Regions from separate parts of the Mus musculus genome. Here region 1 is linked to region 2. A link is a contact called in public promoter capture Hi-C data. All regions are on one chromosome and are shown on one strand. The core of a region is the stretch at or near the end of the contact, and the rest is flanking DNA. Distances in the headings are between cores, read along the strand shown.

The links. Promoter capture Hi-C pulls out the DNA fragments that hold promoters and counts their contacts.
Region 1: a promoter capture Hi-C map of stem cell-derived epiblast-like cells shows a contact between it and region 2, with 5 times the contacts expected there. The contact joins the promoter of Vwa3a here to the promoter of Abca15 in region 2. A contact is called at or near these places in 5 of 39 promoter capture datasets (embryonic stem cells, liver, stem cell-derived epiblast-like cells and 1 more) and 1 of 484 Hi-C or Micro-C datasets (embryonic stem cells).

What each region holds. Positions count from the first base shown.
Region 1 is chr7:120,735,503-120,741,841 of GRCm38.p6, forward strand. It overlaps Vwa3a (von Willebrand factor A domain containing 3A), which reads left to right and starts at 4,055. Exons shown (of 34, transcript NM_177697.3): 1 at 4,055-4,441; 2 at 4,527-4,628. The coding sequence starts at 4,609.
Region 2 is chr7:120,325,749-120,331,969 of GRCm38.p6, forward strand. It overlaps Abca15 (ATP-binding cassette, sub-family A (ABC1), member 15), which reads left to right and starts at 2,936. Exons shown (of 31, transcript NM_177213.3): 1 at 2,936-3,076.

The DNA.
Region 1 (6,339 bases), core at 2,805-5,304, 410 kb after region 2:
GGCCAGCCTGGTCTACAAAGTGAGTTCTAGGACAGCCAGGGCTGTACAGAGAAACCCTGTCTCGGAAAAAAAGAAAAGAAAACAAACAAAAGACAAACCAAACAAAACAAAAAAAACAAAGCCCAGGGGCTGGAGAGATGGCTCAGTGGTTCAGAGCACTAACTGCTTTTATAGGGGACCCTTTGGTTCCCAGTACTCACATTGGGCAGATCACAATCACCTGTAACATCAGCTTGAAGAGATCCAGTGCCCTCCCATTGCTTCCATGGGGCACTGCACACACTACACACACACACACACACACACACACACAAAAAGGCGTTCTTTTAAAGCCCAGGAATGTTGAACATAAGTGCCCACTCATAACCCACCTTCCCAAGAAACATTAATAACTTATTGGGTATTCTTTTTTTCTTTGAAAGTTTGTTTTTAAATAGTTACTCTGTGACAATTTCTGACACAGTCACAATATATCTTGATCCTATGCACTCCTCCTTTCTCCCAACACTGCCACAACCCTTCCACCTTCACTTCTCCACTGTAAATTGTTCTTAGTAACCCATGGAATCAGTCCTGCTGCCTGCGTCACAGAACAACCTACCAGCAGACACACTGGATGGAAGTTGCTACCCAGCCCCCACAGCCATCAGTGGCCATAGCTCCGCAGCTGAAATAGGGGATTTTCTTTCTCACAGACACATTCACTATTATAAAAGTAGAGCCTTGTTATTTCTTGGATATTCCAGCAGGCATTTTACAGTTGGTGAGTTTAACAAGAGGTGATATTCTGTACACACACATATATGCCAAGACTTTTTTAAGTGGCACTCCATCTTATAAATAATATCTGGGTACACACATCATTTATCTATGTAGGTTATTTCTCCTTTGAGGGTTGGGGGGGCGCTTTTGAGGTTTTTTGTTTTTTGTTTTTTTGTTTTTTTTTTTTTTTTGCTCGTATAAGTAATGCTCCTGTAAACTCAGATTACAAACAACTTTACCAAATACCAATACTTCACAGCCTACCAGCCTGTTGGGGCAGTTCATATTTTTGCAGGGTGTGGTGGGTGGATAATGGTGTTCTGAATGTCTAGGGAAAGGAAGTAGCATTAAATCAGGCAGTCTGTGCTTTTCTGTGTCATCGTTAACCCTGTGCAAGAGGAGAGCTGGCTCTCCAGGCTGAAAACTGCCCAGGCTCTCTCAGGAAGCAGTAGTAGTTGGTTTAAGTTTGGGTTTCAGACCCAGCTCCCTTGACTTCAGGTGTAGGACTCCTGCAGCAATGCCTTGCCAACTTGGCCAGTCTAAAGGAAACAAAATTAGCTCCTCCGTGTTGCATGATTTCATTGGCTCTGGCATTAGAAGCTAAATCCATGGTTTGTTTCTAGATGCAGAATGCAGAGAATCACAAAAGGACCTTATTTAAGAGCTGCTCCTTACGGAGAGCACCTGCTGAATATTATCTTCTTTGTTCAAAGGGAAAAAATGGGAAAATGTACTGAAAATTGTCTTTAATCGCTCAGTTTCTTTCTTGTCAAGGCTCATCTTTGCACTCATATTCAATGGAATCACACAGGGTTGGCATCTCTAATTGGTGAAACTAAGACCACCACCCATTGGTTTCTAGCACGTTTTCAAGATTTGAACCCCCAGGGAGGTATCACCAAACAAGTTGCTCCCCATTTTCCTCCAGGGGCACTTAAAAACCAACCGCATTCTTCTTCCTTGGAGGTAGGAAACATTAGTTACTAAGGTAACCAAATAAAGGATCTATTTGTCCTCTGTCCACACATATGCTAATAGGACTTCAGGTGTCTCATGCTGAGTGTCACAGTGGCCTTCCTGTGTCCACCCCACATGTGGGGTATGACAAACTGGTGAGCTAGGAATTCCCATGGGTACCAGTGACCCATCTCATCTCCTTTTAGGTCTTACCATCTCACCAAGGTATTGCTACCAAGCATGAAGCAGGCCTCTACTACTTCTAATTTTCACAGTCTGGTTTCTTGATATCTGTCTTCTGGAGAAAAGCAAAGATCAAGGTGAGAAGGGTTGGCTCTGGTTAACTGGCTTGTTGTGCTACCACAGGAACCTGAGTTCAGATCTCAGTGCCCACAAAACAAACCAAGTGTGCTCTTGTGCAAGCCTGTAAACTCTGGTGCTATGGGGGATGGACAGGAGGACTGCTAGACTTAAAAGAAAGTAGAGAATGATAGACGAAGACACCTGACCCTCTCCTCTAGCCTCTGAACACCCATGTGTGCATGCATAAAACACAAAGACAAAAAGCAAAACTTTGGAAAACCTGCCCCTTTCTTCATATGGCTTAGTGCCTGAGCCCACCTGCCTGCAGAGCTAAACAGCAGCCACAGTCAGTCACGTAGTTGGTTCAGGGAACATGGTAGCGTGTGACCAAGGAGCCAAGCTTAGGACTTGGTTGGAGCTCCTGGGAAGAAAGCTCTATCAGTTGCTAGGTTATGGGGGCAGAAATTGGTGCTGCTGGGCCCGGATATCCCTGCCAAACCTGAGGAGCCTTGACCTGAGAATTGAGCCATCCCAGAAGAGAGCTCAGGCATGGAGACCATTTGGCCAAAACCTCCTCACCCCCACCCCCCACCTTAAGCTAGTTTGAGTTTCTCTTAATTCACAGGAGCTCGGTACACTCCCCTGTGCTTGACTTTAAACACATCCCTCCCCTGCCCTCCTCCCGTCCTTTGGCAGCCTCTCTTAGTCAGGAATTTAAAACGCAGTTGACTTCATGCTGCTTCTCCACCTCACAAGGAGCACCTGCTCCGTTTGCAATAAAGGAAAATACAAGTTAATCCCTCCAACATACATCCCATGATGTTACCAGGTGAGAGCTTTTAAAAGAGTGACCAGAGAGGGATGAACAGACCCTACCAGCTCCAAAGAACTAATGGTAAGAAAACAGATACACCTACCCAGGCAGACAGACATACATGCCTTTCATCTCAGTACTCTGAGTTCAAGATTGAGTTCCAGGACAGCCAGGACTACACAAAGAAACCCTGTTTCAAAAAACTAAAACTAAAACCAAAGGAAAGGAAAACAGACATCCCTGTTGTGCTTTGATACTCAACAAGAGCCACACTCTAGAGATCTACAAAAGGTTTGCTGCTGGGTGTGGTGACGTGTGCTTGCAGTCCCTACCCTTGGGTGGCTGAGGCAGGAGTGGCTGCACATCACAAGCCTGACACACAGCTTTCTCCTCTCCCTCTCCTGTGGTCTCCATAAGCCATCCTGGCTTTCCTTGTAGCTCAGGTGGATCCAGAATGTGCTTAGTGGGCTCAATGAAAGAAGGCTTCCCTTGAAATGTTAAAAAGGGAAAACAAAACAAAACACCGAAAACCCTGTGTATCTCAGAAGCAAGGGAGATGGGGAAATGCCTTTCTGGGACCCTTACGTTTCAAAAAACAATGCCAAAAAGTTAACCAGCTTCCACCCCCACCCAACCCTTGTATCTAGGGCCTCACAGAATATAAGCTGGCCTTGAAATTCTGTACCCGTGACCTCCCACCTAGGATTCCCCTCAAGATGGGCACATGTGCTCCTGACCTTCATTCACATCACATCTCATAGCACTGTCATCCTGTCGTCCCCTCAAGCCTTTCTGACCTGCCCCTTGCCCGCCTTGTTGGTGTTGGCAAGAGTGCTACATGCCCTGAATTTGCACAGGGCATTTGCAACCCACAGAGCCTGACAATTACCATTTTCTATTTGGGAAGTTTGGTTGTTTTTGATCTGGCCTGGAATGAGCACCTCAAAGACAAGTCCCCAAGTCACCGGAGTTCCAGCTTCCGGAGCAAAAGGTTCCGGAAATGAAGACCAACTTAAGGGTGTCTGGAATGAGAAGAGCTTAGCCACTTGCTAGCTGGGGGACCCTGGGTGGAGCCCCTCATCTCTGTGTCTGTAGAAAGGTGCCAAGGAGTGTGAAACTGTGTGCCAAGTGCTAGTTACATCACAATCACTTGAGGCCATTGTTAAAGGGTCCTGCTGCACTGCAGCACAATCCCGGGCTACTCTCCTGAATGAGACCAGACCACACAGGTGAGTCCTCTTGAGTCCCTGGGTTTGGGAACTGCTGGAGTGAATGACCTTTGTAGCACCTGGCTGCGGAGACACTGACCTGCTGACTCCAGCTGGGCGTTGGCCTGGTGCTGCCAGATCTCCTAGGGCTGCTTCCCAATCCTCAGGGGAACTGAAGAGGAAGGCTCTTGGGCTTCCCTTGCATTGTTCCTCCATTCCGGCCACAAGAAGGCAGCAGGCAACAGGGCTCCACTGGCCTAAACCATACATAGACCTGGCTGACCCAGAGGTTCTAAAAGTAGAAAAGCAGGTCACATCCTGCCTTTATCAGGAAAAGAAACACAGATTAACCTGACAGAGGGACTTGCAACAGTCAAGGAGCCCCTTTATCCCTGGGGTGAGCAAGCTCTTTGCCTTTCCCTGCCCCAAGCTGGCGTGGTGCAGTCTGTTACCTTGGAGACCAGCTAACACTTATCTCACAGGCAAGCTGCTCTATAGCGTTTGTTTGGAGGAGCTTGGAGCAGAGAGGTCCTGCTGTGCCTTCTCCCAAAGATGGAGATGTAAATGAAGAAATGCAGATGGAGGTGAGTGTCACAAGGGTTGGCAAGTGGGGAGAGAGAATGGTTGAGCATTGGCCAAAAGAGAAAGATTTCTGTACTTGGTGCTGAGGATCTGAAACAGTGTGGAGACAGCAGGACTTCCATAGAGTTTCCACTGTGGGGTAACACGTAGGATTCTGGGGTTTCTTGGCAGACAGGGGGTTAAGGATGTTTGTAGAAGTAAGCACAGCTTGAGGATGGTTAGTGAAGTGTGTGTGTGTGTGTGTGTGTGTGTGTGTGTAGAGGTTTCCAAGGAGCAGAGCGGGTGACGGGTGGGGTTGAGAAGCAAGGAGTTGTTCTGAAAGAATGGTGAGCCTTGGTAACTCTTGGGTCCCAGAGTTACCAGGAACTTGGCAGGGTTCTATGCAAGAGCGATGGCTCACTCTGGTAACATGGACTGCACAGGAGCAGTGGAGTAACTGTAGTTAGATAACAAGGCCTAGGCGCTAGGAAGATGGCTCAGCAGGTAAGAGCACCGGCTGCTCCTCCATGGGACCCAGGCTCAGTTTCCAGGGACCTACTGCCCTCCTCTGGCCTCCTCCAGCACCAGGCACACACGTGATACACATACATATATACATGCAGGTGAGATGCTCAAACATTAAGTACATAAATCTTCTTTAAAAATTAAATCATGCACATAAAAATAAAATTTGAAATCTACAATAACAATAAACAGGCCCTGGGTCAATGAGCTTGCTCAGCAAATAAAGGCATTTGTCATCAACCTGACAACCTTGTTGATTCCTGGGACCCACATGGTGGAAGGAAAGAACCTCCTCCAAGCTGTCCTTTGAATACAGGTACATTGTGGCGTGTGCCTGCAGGTACACATATACGCACATACACACACATACGCTAAATAAATACATAAGTAAGTATAAAAAATGTTAGCCCTCTAGATTGCCTATGGGCTTTTCATGAATTAAATATTTGAGAGTTTCTTAGATTCAGATGTTAACCAACTGGGAAGGTAGCTGACTTCTTTTATCCAATAACTCTCATAACAATGCGCTTTGATCAAAACACTAATCTGCCCATGGGATCCCTTCATTCTCCTATGGTACCCCCCCCCAGTCACCCAGGGCAGTGCATCCGCAATGTACCCCGCTCCCTTGGCTGAACTCCATACCTGCATGGTCACAGAGGTTGGAAAACAAAAGCCAAGACTAACTGGAACCCTCAGATAAGAGCCTGCACTGGAAGGGAAAGGGGTGGGCACTGACTGGGGGCGATCCAGGCCTCCCACGGAAAGAACAGGCATCCCTTCAGGCTATCGGAGGGGCCCTAGGGTCTCGTGAGTTATGAGGATAGCTTTTTACATTTTTCCTCCAGGACAGGGTCTCACTATGTAGCTCTGGCTGCCTTGGAACTCACAAATAGACTAGGGCAGCCTCAGCTCACAGATACCTGCCTACCTCCGCCTCCTAACTGCTGAGGTTAATGGCAAGCACGACTAGACTTAGCAAGGACGACGGCATTGTTTGAAAGTTTCTTCCTCGTAGTTTAAAAGTATTTTCTCATAGAAGATCTACTTCAGTTTGTCCTTGGGGACATTCTGGAATTCTCCACTGCACTCCACATTCTGAAATTCCAGAATGCATCTGAAGGTATCTGGTAGACTTTTTCCTTGTGATAAAATTTAGAGCCAATACCCAAGATACAATTCACAAACCACATGAAACTCAAGAAGAAG
Region 2 (6,221 bases), core at 1,686-4,185:
AGGAAACATTTTTTTTAATAGTGTGTTTTGAGCCACATGTACCTCCAATCCTGTCATTGAGGAGGTGGAAGCTGGGAGTCCAGGAGTTTAAGACCAGTCCCCACTACAGAGCAGCTATGAGACAAGCTACATGAATCTTTGTCTCAAAAATGAAACAATGGCAAAGGAGAATCCCGTGTCTTCTTTCCTACTCTGACCCAGCTCTAAGACAGAAAGAAGGTGGGGTGCATTCCTACAGTCTAGGCAGGGAGAGCTGTAGCCTCCCTCAGCCCTGAAGTAGGCTGATCCACACTTTGACCTTGCTGCCACTGAGAAGGAAATTACCTAAGGTGGAGCCTTCTGACCTAGATGGCTCTTTTGTTCTGCCACCAGCCACTGCTCTCTCCAAGACACTGCTACCCACTGAGAAGCCTCTGAGATTTTCCAGAGGAATGTCCTATTCTGCACATCGCCTACAGGCTGGCTCCAGACACCAAGAATGGACTGGCAGGGGATGAGCCTTCCCCCCTTTTATAAGCACACTCTTGTAAACTGGAGGGCCTTGAACAGAATCATGTCTTGGCTCCATTAACCTCTCGCCATCTAAGTCTCTTTCAGCCCCAGCCTGCCTCCTTGGTGTACCCAGTCCTTGTAAGCCTCAGGCCGGCATACAACAGAGAGCAAATGGCGAACACCATGAGACGTTAATCCTCTCTCTAGCACTCAGTCTGAGAAATAGACAAGTATAGTGGGCAGCACAGAATCACCCAGCAAACAGTCTGGGGCTGCTGTACTGTGGGGCGGCTTGTTCTCGGCGTTTGCATCCTCAGTTGATACTGTCAATAACAAAAGTGAAGCAGGCAAGCATAGGAGGCAGGTTAGTACCCTGGGACCCTGTTTGGTTATGCCTATGCTCCCTCTTGTAACAACACTATTGGCAGCCTGCTCCTTTGCCTGGATGAACTGTGCACACACGTGGTCTGTGCACACTGCACACTATGGAGCATCAGAACCCACTCACACCCCTACCTGCGTTGATTGGGTTCTCTGTGAACCATACTATCAATTTCTCTGCCTCCAGCAATAATCAAACTTAGTGGTTACTTTCCAAGAATATTCTGACATATCCTTGTAACAAGAGTGTAAAGGCTGCTATGGCCTGAGCTAGTTTCAGGTGCATGTCCAGCAATGCAAATTCTGTTAAGTGAACTTTTATGGAGAATGCCCTAGTCAAAACTTAGGCCTATTCACAACCGGACATGCATATGGTTATCTTGCTATTTTTGCAGGTCTATGTGAGTCCTTGTTTTTAATTCTTTGGATAGGAGGCTGAGAACCTGTAAACCCCGGACCCTGCCTCCCCAACTAGCAACAAAATGATATCCAGAAGCCATCTATGTGTCATTGCTTTAGCAGATTAAAACATGTGTGGAGTCTTCTACGGTCCACTCTCCGTGACCGCATCATTGAGTCATCGCAGGTCTGGGGAAAGTAGGTTTTGCTACTTACTTTTTGTCATTGGAAGATTGGCAGGTGCCCAAAGGTTTGACCACAGCAACTGGTGCGCAGGTCACTGTTTCCCCCTAGAGACAAGATGCCAAATTACAATTTGCACAGGGAAAGTTTATTGAAGATATTTAAATGAACTCTCGGCACTATCGCTGATGAATGAAAACATCCAAGGAACAAGCACAGGGTAGCCGCGTCCGCTCCGCGACGCGGATTCTTCAAGGGCTGAATACCTGAGCGCCTGAACTGGAAACAGCTGTTGAGGCTGGGTTGTTGGCAGCCTCTCGCTGAGAGCCAGACAGCTGTGGCCCTGATGGTCCTGGACTGTAAGTGCGGGGGTGAGGGAGCAGGGGTGGGGATTTTGGGGGAGTATGCTGTCCAAGCTGCTGCTTGGCAAGTTACCAGGCCAGAGCCAATTAAAAAAAAAAAAAAAAAAAAAAAAAGTGAAGCAGAAGATAACCCGGGAGAGAAGCTTCTATGGTGTTCTTCCAGCGCCCTCTCCTGACAAAGTGTAATGTCACATTAGTTCCCGCTCCTTTTAGCGCCATGCAACAATAAATCCCTATCATGCACGTCAAGGATAGATAACTTGCGGTGCCTGTCAGAACTCAGAGCCTGTGACTCTAAAATGAAACCACACTGGAAGAGGGTATCAGGATGGGTAGAGGCAAGAAGAGTGGGCATTCATGGACCTGTACAGCACTGGGATATTTGATATAGAGGTGGAGTCGACCTCTATTGACAGGCTAGTGGATGAACCCAGATGAAGCAGGTGGGGAGTCTGAGAGCTGAGGGCAAAGGGCTTAGGCAGCTCCTGCACGCGGGTTCATGGTTAAGTCAGTACGGACTTGGAAGGAACTGAGAAGAGTGGCTAGATATCCCAGATTGGGGAGCAGCATAGAGTCAGAGAAGCGGAGAGATGGGAGGGAGAACGGAGAGAGGGGTGTGTGAAACACTATACTGCTGGGGCTGTGGGCAGAGGATCCCAAGTGTGGAAAGGAACAATGGTGCATGGTGGACTGAATGATAGGCGTTGCTGAGAAGGATTTGGAACAAGTCAGGCTCTGTGCTGGGCTCTGTGCCAGGTCTCTCTGACTCCAGGTTGAGCTTGCTAGCTCTAGTAACTCATCTCCTAACTACAGTGCATGACTGTTGATCTATCGCCAGGAGCCCTCCCAGACCCGCTTCCGTGCTCTTTCCCTCTGAACTGTTGCACTTGGGAGAACAGGAGAAATATATGGTTTCGGCATATGCTCCGTGATCCTTCTGTTTTGTTGGCTCCCCCTACTCCCAGCCCATCCCCTGTTCCTCCCCCAGCACGTGCCTCCATCTTTTTTCTTGCACCTGACTCTCCTCAACGGCTCACCGCACTTGGCGCGTGCCTCTGGTCCACCCACGACTGTACTTTTAATTCGTTGCACGAGATCCGATCCGGGGCCACGATCTTGGAAGAAAGAGCACTACCCTACAGGACGGTTAGCTAAGGCCTTGCTTGTGTGCAGGAAGAGCTTCCAGAACTGGGCCATATGATGCTCTTCGGTGGATAAGGCGCTAAGTGGTTTAAGGTTGCTTAACTAGAGCAGTAGTGGTGAGTCCTCCCTTGTGTGTCCCCTGCTCTCACACTGCTTTCAGATACCCTGGGAGTTCAATCTCCCTTTCTCTCTGTCTCTCTCGCTATTTGCCATTTTCTATATAGAAATGGGGATAATGCCAAAACCACAGCTCGGGGTGTAGGAGGTCAAAGGCAAAACGGCAGGATGCCCCATCACTGCCCTTTGAGTTGTGGACCAGCCAGATCTTCACAATGAGACTGTCTTAAAAGAGGGTGGGGATTAGCCCCACATTTTTTCCTTTACCCAGAACACAGAGTAAAGAGATGTCTGGGCTGTGTAGGATTTGGTTGCCTCCCGAGCTTCACTCTTCTGCTCACTTAGTTTTATTCTTGTTATTCTCGTTCCCTGACATACTGGCAAGTTGTTTCTCTGAAAGTCTGGGATGTAAATTTTAATCCTGTAAACTTCCCTTAAAGAGTGAGTATTTTGCTAAATCTTGTAAGTTTAGTATGTTTTTTTTCCATTTCCATTTGTCTCAAGACATCGGTAATTGCTTTCTGGGGGAAAAAAAGCCTTCATTGACGATTTTACTCACAAGAAGCATGGTGTCTAATTTCCATATATCTGTGAATTTTCTAAAAGTATTTCCTGTTATTTATATCAAACTTACATAACACTGTGATCAGAAAATATATATGATACAGGTCCAGCTCCACAAGCACCTACCTCAGCCTCTTGAGTAGTTAAAATTATGAGCATGTGTCACCAAGCCTGACTTTGTATCTGTTTTAACTAGCACAGCTACTTCTGTACTCTTTTGGTTTCATTAGCTTGGGGTGTATCTTTAATTTTATTTTAACTTTTATTTTTATTTATGGCCATGTGTTGCACGTGCACAACAACAATATCAATAAATTTAAAGACAGTAGTAGAGATTTTCCTAGTAATATTATGGTTATGTTTCATTTTGCTGTTATTTTCCAAAATGTTATAAAGTCTACTCAAGCGTCATTTTTTCCAAAGAGTTTGTGTGTGTGTGTGTGTGTGTGTGTGTGTGTCTGTGTGTGTGTGTGTGTGTCTGTGTGTGCACATGCTAACAGGGCCCCTGATTTGATTGCTGTGCCTGAGTCTGGATTATAGTCCCCAAAACAGCCCATCTCCTTCAGATTCATCCTCATTTTAAGATTCAATAAAGCTTTAACCTGATGACGTTCCTTTAAGGCCTGGGGCTCCAGCTCTTCTCCTCAGAGCTCTCTTCCCCGTAATTTCTGTCAGTTGTGTGAGGTCACTGGTAGAGGTGCCACTGTCAGTGGTAGGGATTTGGATCTAAACAACCTGATATCAAATCGGGGAGGGGAGTGTTGCTAGTTGCCCATCTGCGTTTCCAGAGATGGATGGACAGCTGGACTTTACGTACGGTGGAGCGACAGACTTTTTTAAGTTCAGAAGCTAATTGCTTTATCTTGGACTTAGTTTTAGCCATGCTCGAATCTGAACCAACACTTCATGATAATAAATAAAAAACCTCTTAGAAGCTTTTAACATAGCAGCTCACTAGCTTCCAACAATCCAGGGGCTAAGATGTCATCAGGCAGCATCTTGGGCTTATAAAATGGTTCTTCGCACCTTATTGCTCTGTGTGGGACATTTTTTAGATATTAAATCACCACAGATGCTGAATACATTTAAAATATAGGGATAAATGACTACTCCTGTAATTCAATGCTTATTGCTATTTTAAAGATGTATTAGAAAATTAAATTAACACAAACTAAGTAGTTTACTTGTCTAAAAGTCACATGCTGCTGGATAGGGTTTTTCTTTCTTTCTTTTATTGGTTTAAAACTTTTATTCTGTTTTCGAGAATCTTGAACAATGCATTCAGATCATAGTCTCCTCTCCACCAACTCCTCCCATATCTACCCCCCCTTCCCTACTTACCCAGATTTGTCCTCTCTTCAGGATTTTGTTTTTTCTTGGTTTTGATTTATTGAGCAGTTTATGCTATCCATATATACTTGGGTGTATGGTCTTCCACTGGAGCATTGTTGATGTACCAAGGGCCACACTTCCGCTCTCAGAACGTATCAGTTACCGATGCCTAGCTGGACAGGGGTGGCACTGGGACCTCCCTCTCCATGTTGGGATCTGACCTAGCTTGAGCTTTCCAAGGTTTTGTGCTTGTTGTCGTAACCACTGTGAGTCCATGTGTGAGGATGTCCTCTTGTGTCCAGCAGAAACTATTTACTCGGAGTTGTGCACTGCTGCTGGTTCTTACTCTTTTCACCCGTCTTCCACAGCCATCCCTGGCCATTTTGGGCGTAGCATGTATAATATAGATGTCTCATTTAGGGCTAAGCATGAGCAGTCTCCTAGTCTCTACTTCCATCTTTTTCTAGGTCTCTGTGTTAGTCGCCATTTACTGAAGGAGATGCTTGGCTGACAAGATTTAGGCGCTGGATTAATCATCTATTAATTCTATGTCCGTTTAGAAGAATAGTAGTGGGCTCTCCCTGAGGGTCCTGCCTAACCACTGGCTTCTTGACCTGATAGTTGTTATTGATATAGATTTCGTCTTCTGGTGGAAGACTTAAATAAATCATTGGTTTCTTGCTTTTGGTGCAATTGCACCAGTGGGCATATCTTGCCAGGCCAGTCATTATGGTCACTCATGAAGTTCATAGCTGGGGACGACTGATGATAATTTTCCTCCTCTGGAGGCACCAATAGCATCTTGCAACATTGTGAAAGCTGGGCAGTTAGGAATGAAGCTTCTGGGTGAGAACCAACTTGATTTTTTTTTCATGTTCTCTGACTTAAGTGTACAGTGTCTTTAGCAGTAGAGTCTGGAGTGTGCCGATAGTATTGGCAATTGGCAATAGCCTTTAATGTTCAGGGGGAGGTCTATGGGACCACACTGACCAATAGCTCCAAAAGTGTTAAACCATTCTTAGCACTGGAATTTTTGTTAGCTTTTGGAATCTAGTAGGGGCATTGTATAACCCATTTTAAGATAATTTCATTTTAATTCTCTCTCTCTCTCTCTCTCTCTCTCTCTCTCTCTCATATGTGTACACTTCTAAAGTAGTAGGCAGGCTCCTATATGATTTTCCTAAAGGTCTTTGCAGTTATTTATCTCTCCCTATCTTTTGCCCTCCCATCCCCTACCCAAATTTAACC